2 separate regions of the Aedes albopictus genome follow, and region 1 is linked to region 2. A link is a contact called in public Hi-C data. All regions are on one chromosome and are shown on one strand. The core of a region is the stretch at or near the end of the contact, and the rest is flanking DNA. Distances in the headings are between cores, read along the strand shown. Region 1 holds the start of LOC109421253 (MAGE-like protein 2). Region 2 holds the start of LOC109421255.

Region 1 (3,218 bases), core at 533-3,032, 220 kb before region 2:
CAAAAGTTCTCAAAAAAAAAAAAAAAACTGCGACAGCGGTCAAATATCAATAAGCTAAATGGCAAGTATGGTTTCAAGAGGAAAGTCATCTTCTTCTTCTCCTTTTCTATGGCTCTACGTCTCCACTGGGAATTGGCCGGCCTCGCTTCAACTTAGTGTTCTTTGAGCACTTCCACAGTTAATGATTGAAGGGCTTTCTTTGCTTGCCATTGCATGAATTTGTACATTGTAAGGCAAGCACAATGATACACTATGCCCAGGAAGCCGAGAAAATTTTTCTGACCGGAACGGGAATCGAACCCGCTGTCTTCAGATTGGCGATCCATAGCCTTAACCACTAGGCTAACTGGAAACCCAAAGGAAAGTAATAAAACATAGAGCAGTCCTAGCAAAGCCTCCGGAGTGCAGGAAAAATAACTGGATTATCTTTGCGAACCATCGTGCACGCGGGAGTATGTACGATGAAAACGTGGAAGCAATATTTCGACAAACATTTGAATGGTACAGGAGGCGATGCCACTGTAAGGCATGAATGCCAGCAGCTTGCAAATACGAATTTCCAGGCAATTTTTTTGGCAAGGATTTCCAGTGTGTTTTTGTTGAATCTGGTGACAGGTTTCGCTTCCGGAACGACTGTGAGTTCAACTCTTACCTGAGCTGTGGATTTTTTTCCCATTTTCACCAATTATTCATCCATTTGCACATATGCTATTTGGAAATCATGATTGACCACACGAATTGATACCGAAAAATTCCATTTAAAGTGAGACGAACATGTTTATTTTATTTCAATTAGTCAAATTTCAACTACACTGATGTTTACATATCTACACTATAGCCCACGCGCACTTGTTCCAACAACTTGTAAAACTGAAGTACAACCTTGATCCACTGATAACAGCCATTGTAACGCACATTCGAAACAAATTGTTTATTAAAAGCCACCCTTTCGCACCATATAGCCCATAACAACCGAGGAAATGCACACCAAAGTTCAACAGCATCAGAGCAAACAATACCGCCTTCACTCCCAACAGCTGCCCCACAATATCCGCGAGAACGCGCGAGCGCACCGGAACGAGATCAAGGTTCCTAAAGGGTTCACCCGGCACAAAAGGGCCCCTCCGGAGTTGCAAAATATATGCCGCAGCACATGAATATCGCACACCGAGCAAATAAAACAAACGAATCAACAACTGCCGTTCAATGCATAAAATGTATAATAAGTGTAGATATTTACACACGGCAAAGACAGCTCCGAGTAGTGTTATAATAGTATAACACACGAGCGGCGCGCGCGATTTTCGGCTTTGTACCGCAAACAAAAGTGAATCACAGACCACCAAATGCCGCCACCGCCGCCGCGCAGCAGCCCATTCAATGGACCCCAGTCAGCGTTTGTGGATCTTGTTTTTCTCACAAACACCGCACCCCTCGCAGGGAGGACCGCCCCACTGAGAAGCTGCTATTGCGGCAACCACCAACCAATTCGTCGTGGGTAATCTGAAGTAGGTAGGTATCGCCGAAGAAGAAGTGTCAAAGAGTAGAGTGGGTGCAGAAAACAGCCGTCGCCGCCGAACCGTGAGATCGATAAGTTTAGCCGTCGCGCCGTCGAAAAGTGAGCGACTTCGCATCTCTCTGACTCGAAGGGAGAGGAAAATTGTCGCGCGATTTTTCCAACCCTTGCGCTTGTGGCCAGGTGGAGGGTGAGTTGAGAGAATTTGGATGCGAGAGAGATCTCGACTCTCGGCGGGATTTGTTTGAGAGCTCGGTGAGATCGTGCGTTGCTTTGATCGGTCCAAACGGAAATTGGGGTTGAATTGAAATGTGGAAGTGTGTGGATGGTCTCTCACGCGCGTGGTTTTTACCGGCTTTTCGAGAGCAGAGCAGCGCGCGGAGACTTCGTCGGGAGAGAAGAGACAAACCTTGCATTCAGCGCAGCTAGAAGAGTGTGGGCACCCCACGACGTTTTGGACCTGCACTGATGCAGCCACCCCAGAATGGAAGGAAAGTGGATTTCGAAGTTTTAAGTAGTATAAAAGCGGCAAGTTAGTACAAATCAGCATCCAGTTCATTGTCTGGGATCGATGCGAACAATTATAAGTGGGATCGCAATGAAGTTGTTTGTGAGTAGCGAATTCTTAGAGTTGTGTGTAGTTCTAGTTCTGAAGCGGATGTTCTTGTGCCAAGTGATTGTGACCAAAAAAGGGACATTGGGTGGAATTTATGAGGGAATGGACGAAAATGGACATTGTCGAAAAAGAGTGACACAAGAATGTGCTTCATGTGTGTTCCGGGAAGTGGTTGGAAGTGCTAATTGATGTTCTGTGTTCTTCTCGTTTCCTGCAGATATGCCTGTCAGCGCTTTTGTTGGTTTCAGCTAACGCTGAATCAGATCAAAAGAAATCTGCTGCTAATGCAGTGCCATTGGAGAAGAAGTTGGACAAACGTGGTTTGTTGAATCTGGGCTACGGGTACGGAATCAACGGTCTGGATGTGGGATACATCGGTGGACATGGTCATTTGGGAGGAGCCTACCATGCTGCTCCTGTAGCAGCAGGAGGAGCCTATCATGGATACGGCCACGGACACAGTTTCCTACTGGGAGGACACACCGATGTGACCAAAACCGTTACCCTGGTTAAGGGAGTTCCAGTGCCATATACTGTGGAGAAGCATGTGCCTTACACCGTTGAGAAGCACGTCCCATACCCAGTGAAAGTACCAATCCCACAGCCATACGAAGTTATCAAGCACGTTCCAGTGCACTACAAGGAATACGTGAAGGTCCCAGTCCATGTGCCAGCTCCGTACCCAGTCGAAAAGAAGGTCCCATACCCAGTGCACGTTCCAGTTGATCGTCCGTACCCCGTCAAGGTGCTGGTACCTCAACCTTACACCGTCGAGAAACACGTCCCAGTCCCGGTCAAGGTTCCAGTTCCCCAGCCGTACGAAGTGACCAAGCATGTCCCAGTGCCCGTGAAGGTTGAAGTGCCAGTGCCAGTGCCGTACACCGTCGAGCGGAAGGTCCCAGTGGAAGTTAAGGTTCCGGTTGACCGTCCCTACCCAGTCCATGTCCCTGCCCCATACCCAGTGCCAGTGGAGAAGCCCGTTCCATACACCGTGGAGAAGCCTGTCCCAGTCCCGGTGCAGGTCCCAGTTGACCGTCCTTACCCAGTCCCGGTTGAAAAACCAGTCCCCTACCCAGTTAAGGTCCC
Region 2 (3,304 bases), core at 131-2,630:
TAAGAAAAAAACTTCAGAAGATATCTTGATCCTTTCTCTAATTGTGTATGGAAACCGATTTTGAAAATATTGCTTCGCTATCTAATGAAAATATTTAAAAAATGAAACAAAAAATGAGGAAATACATCCAGTTTTATCACAATCAGGTATTTTTTATGCGGCAGCGTAAATTAAAACTCCATACATTTTTTTTCATCGTCTTATTTTTTTAAGCGGTAGGTATCCCCCGCGTCAAGAACCTGACTATACGTCCTTTGTTGTTTTCGTTGTACGTCATTTGGTTTTGTTGTTCGCCCTTGTCTGTCATCGTTCCCCTTCCGTTTGCTCTCTTTTTGTCGTTGTCTACCGATAAAATACTTTCTTTTTGGGTTCGTTACAGATCAGGACAATTTGTCCCATCAATGTGTATAGTATACGTTGGTAAACAATTTAGTTTAAGACCCCCTAATTTCTCCTTTTCAATTTTTAATATATGTTATCTCTAACCTCGAAACAGCCGCGAGTACTTCGGATCCCATATCTAACATAGTGATAAGGCAGTAAAAATTTGAAAAAAATCAACTACGTAAAAACAAAAACGTATCTGCTATTCCCATGTGAGCCTTCCAAATGAACGAATAGGTGAAAAACAAACAAATTACAGTGGTATTTACGGAAACATTGATGCAAACCGTCTTCAAACAATTTTACACAAAAAAAAGCTTGTATTGAAAAGTGTTCATGATTTGGTGTATGTGGTATCCAAAACAGTTTTTTCTCGAAATTCCGTCTGCTTTAGAAGTTTATAATTGTTCAGAAAATGTGAATATGTATTACCAAAATAAAAAAAAAAAAAAAACAATAAAAACACAGGAAACATTCTTGAACCGGTTCCCCAGCAAACCGTCTAATCACCCTACAAAGTAGTGCACATTGACCCCAAGCAAGTGGCCGTACACTAAACCAAAACATTACCGACTAGCCCAATTACAGCTCTGTTTGTTTGCAATCGATCCAAAGCGAGTTTCTTTTGCCTAGAGCAGCTCGGCCCCCTTCACGTACGTACGCAACACACGACCTCCCGAGCGTACCATCAATGGGTCACTGAAAAAGTAAGCCAAACCGTGTTCTGGTGCCCCCAAGCCGGTTCCACACTCTCGCTCTCACTTGAGGAACGCCGCGCGCACGTGCTTCTCACACGATGATCAAGGGAAAACTCACAACCCCCTTCTCGGAGAGAACCCACCAGGCGCTTTTCCAACCCTATCTCCCACGAGAGGCGACTCACGCTCACTCTCCGAGGAGTTGATCGCTCTCGTTCTCGCCGGTCCGTGGAAAAAGTGTCCCAATCTCACCCCTTTCGATTCGGTTCGCGCGCGCGCGCCAAAAGCCTTCAGAGACTCAGATCGATACGGGGGAAAATATCTTTCTGTATAAAAGACCCTGGCGTGCTACCGATCAGTATCCAGTACCTTTTCGGACTCTGGTCTTCCCAGTTCACCAACCAACAAACTAGTAGGAGCATCACAATGAAAACTTTGGTACGTGCTTTGGGTGGATTCTGAGTGTTCTGCTGTTCGGCAGCTGGGGTTGCTCGAGAATATGTTCTCGGTGAAGTGTTAGAAGTGTTGGAAGTGTTATGGACTTTGGTGGCAAAATGGACTGTGTGGATATTGCTGAGTGGATTAACGAGAAGTGATGATGATGCAAGATTGTGCCAAGAGCTGAACTAGTTTCAGTCGATCTGGTCGAGAAGGAAAGCATTTGCATTTCAATCCAGTGGAACTTGTTTGGCAACGTGTAATGCTAATTAGCAGTTGAACTTTCGCTTTTGTTGTGAAACAAGAAGAATTAGTCTGGGTGTTTGTGATCGAGTGAAAAGAATTTCCAAGGACTTACTGGCGGGTGTTCGACTTCCGAGATAATTTAGTGATTGTTTTTTGATAGTGGTTCATGAATTTTAATGAGTTCTTTGTTTTCGGGCGGGTTTCGTTTCAGGTGTTGTTAGGGTTAGCCACGCTGTTGGTTTTAAGTTCTGCGGCCGAGGACAAGAAGGCCGAAGAAGTGAAACCAGTCGAGCAGGCTGAAAAGAAACAGGAAAAACGTGGCCTCTTCGACCATGATTTTGGTGGACATGACTTTGGTGGACATGACTTTGGTGGACACGAATTCGAGCACCACGACCATCATCACCACATTGATCTGCAACCACATCACGAGAAGACTCTGACCGTCGTCAAGAAGGTCCCAGTCCCATACCCAGTGGAGAAGCACATTCCAGTTCCAGTGGAGAAGCACATCCCAGTGCCCGTGAAGGTCGGAGTGCCCAAGCCTTATCCAGTGTACAAGACTGTCCACTACCCAGTCAAGGAGATCGTCAAGGTCCCATACCACGTGCCAGCTCCCTACCCCGTTGAGAAGAAGGTCCCATACCCAGTCCATGTTCCAGTTGACCGACCAGTCCCAGTCAAAGTCTACGTGCCAGCTCCATACCCAGTAGAGAAGAAGGTCCATGTTCCAGTTAAGGTCCACGTCCCAGCCCCATACCCAGTTGAGAAGAAGGTCCTGGTCCCGGTCAAGGTCCCAGTCCATGTTGAAAAGCCATACCCAGTTGAGAAGGTCGTGCACTACCCAGTCCATGTCCCATATGATCGCCCAGTCCCAGTTCATGTGTCCAAGCCTGTCCCAGTCCCAGTTGAGAAACCAGTCCCATACCCAGTCATCAAGAAGGTCCCATATCCAGTCCATGTCCCAGTCGACCGCCCAGTCCCAGTGCATGTTGAAAAGCCAGTGCCAGTGCCAGTCAAGGTCCCAGTCCCACAACCCTACCCAGTTGTCAAACACATCCCATACCCAGTAGAGAAGCACGTCCCATACCCAGTCAAAGTCCCGGTTGAACGCCCAGTCCCATACACTGTCGAGAAGCACGTCCCTTACACTGTCGAGAAACCAGTCCCATACCCAGTCAAGATACCAGTCCATGTTCCAGTCCATCATGAGGAACATCATCACGAAGAATACCACCACTTCGATGATCACCACGATTTCCACCATGAACACTAAAAAAGAAACGAACATTGTGATAAAACCCCCATTTACTTAATCGAAAATAGTTACCTCCCAGTTCCTTACTTACTAACCCCATTCCCATCCAAGCGAAAAAAAAAACAAAACCCCCAAAGAAACTAACCCTCATTCGTATTCGAGACCGTAAGAATGATGTGAATTTCAATGAACCCAAACAAATGCGTTCAAACGTTCGTGATATTTACTAAGTTACCATTATAAGCGCCTGTGCCAGCAACTTGCTTTTCCAGAGTTGCCC

What was found. Hi-C and Micro-C count contacts between places; a contact is called where the count stands out from the background.
Region 1: a contact with region 2 is called in a Hi-C map of whole body, with 4 times the contacts expected there. The contact joins the promoter of LOC109421253 here to the promoter of LOC109421255 in region 2. A contact is called at or near these places in 3 of 3 Hi-C or Micro-C datasets (embryo, whole body and whole pupa).

What each region holds. Positions count from the first base shown.
Region 1 is chr2:39,287,664-39,290,881 of AalbF5, reverse strand. It overlaps LOC109421253 (MAGE-like protein 2), which reads left to right and starts at 1,782. Exons shown (of 3, transcript XM_029854512.2): 1 at 1,782-2,126; 2 at 2,350-3,218. The coding sequence starts at 2,088. All of the region lies in intron 9 of LOC109421171 (angiotensin-converting enzyme), which reads right to left.
Region 2 is chr2:39,062,845-39,066,148 of AalbF5, reverse strand. LOC109421255 reads left to right here and starts at 1,380. Exons shown (of 2, transcript XM_019695740.3): 1 at 1,380-1,520; 2 at 1,978-3,304. The coding sequence starts at 1,509. The coding sequence ends at 3,042. All of the region lies in intron 9 of LOC109421171 (angiotensin-converting enzyme), which reads right to left.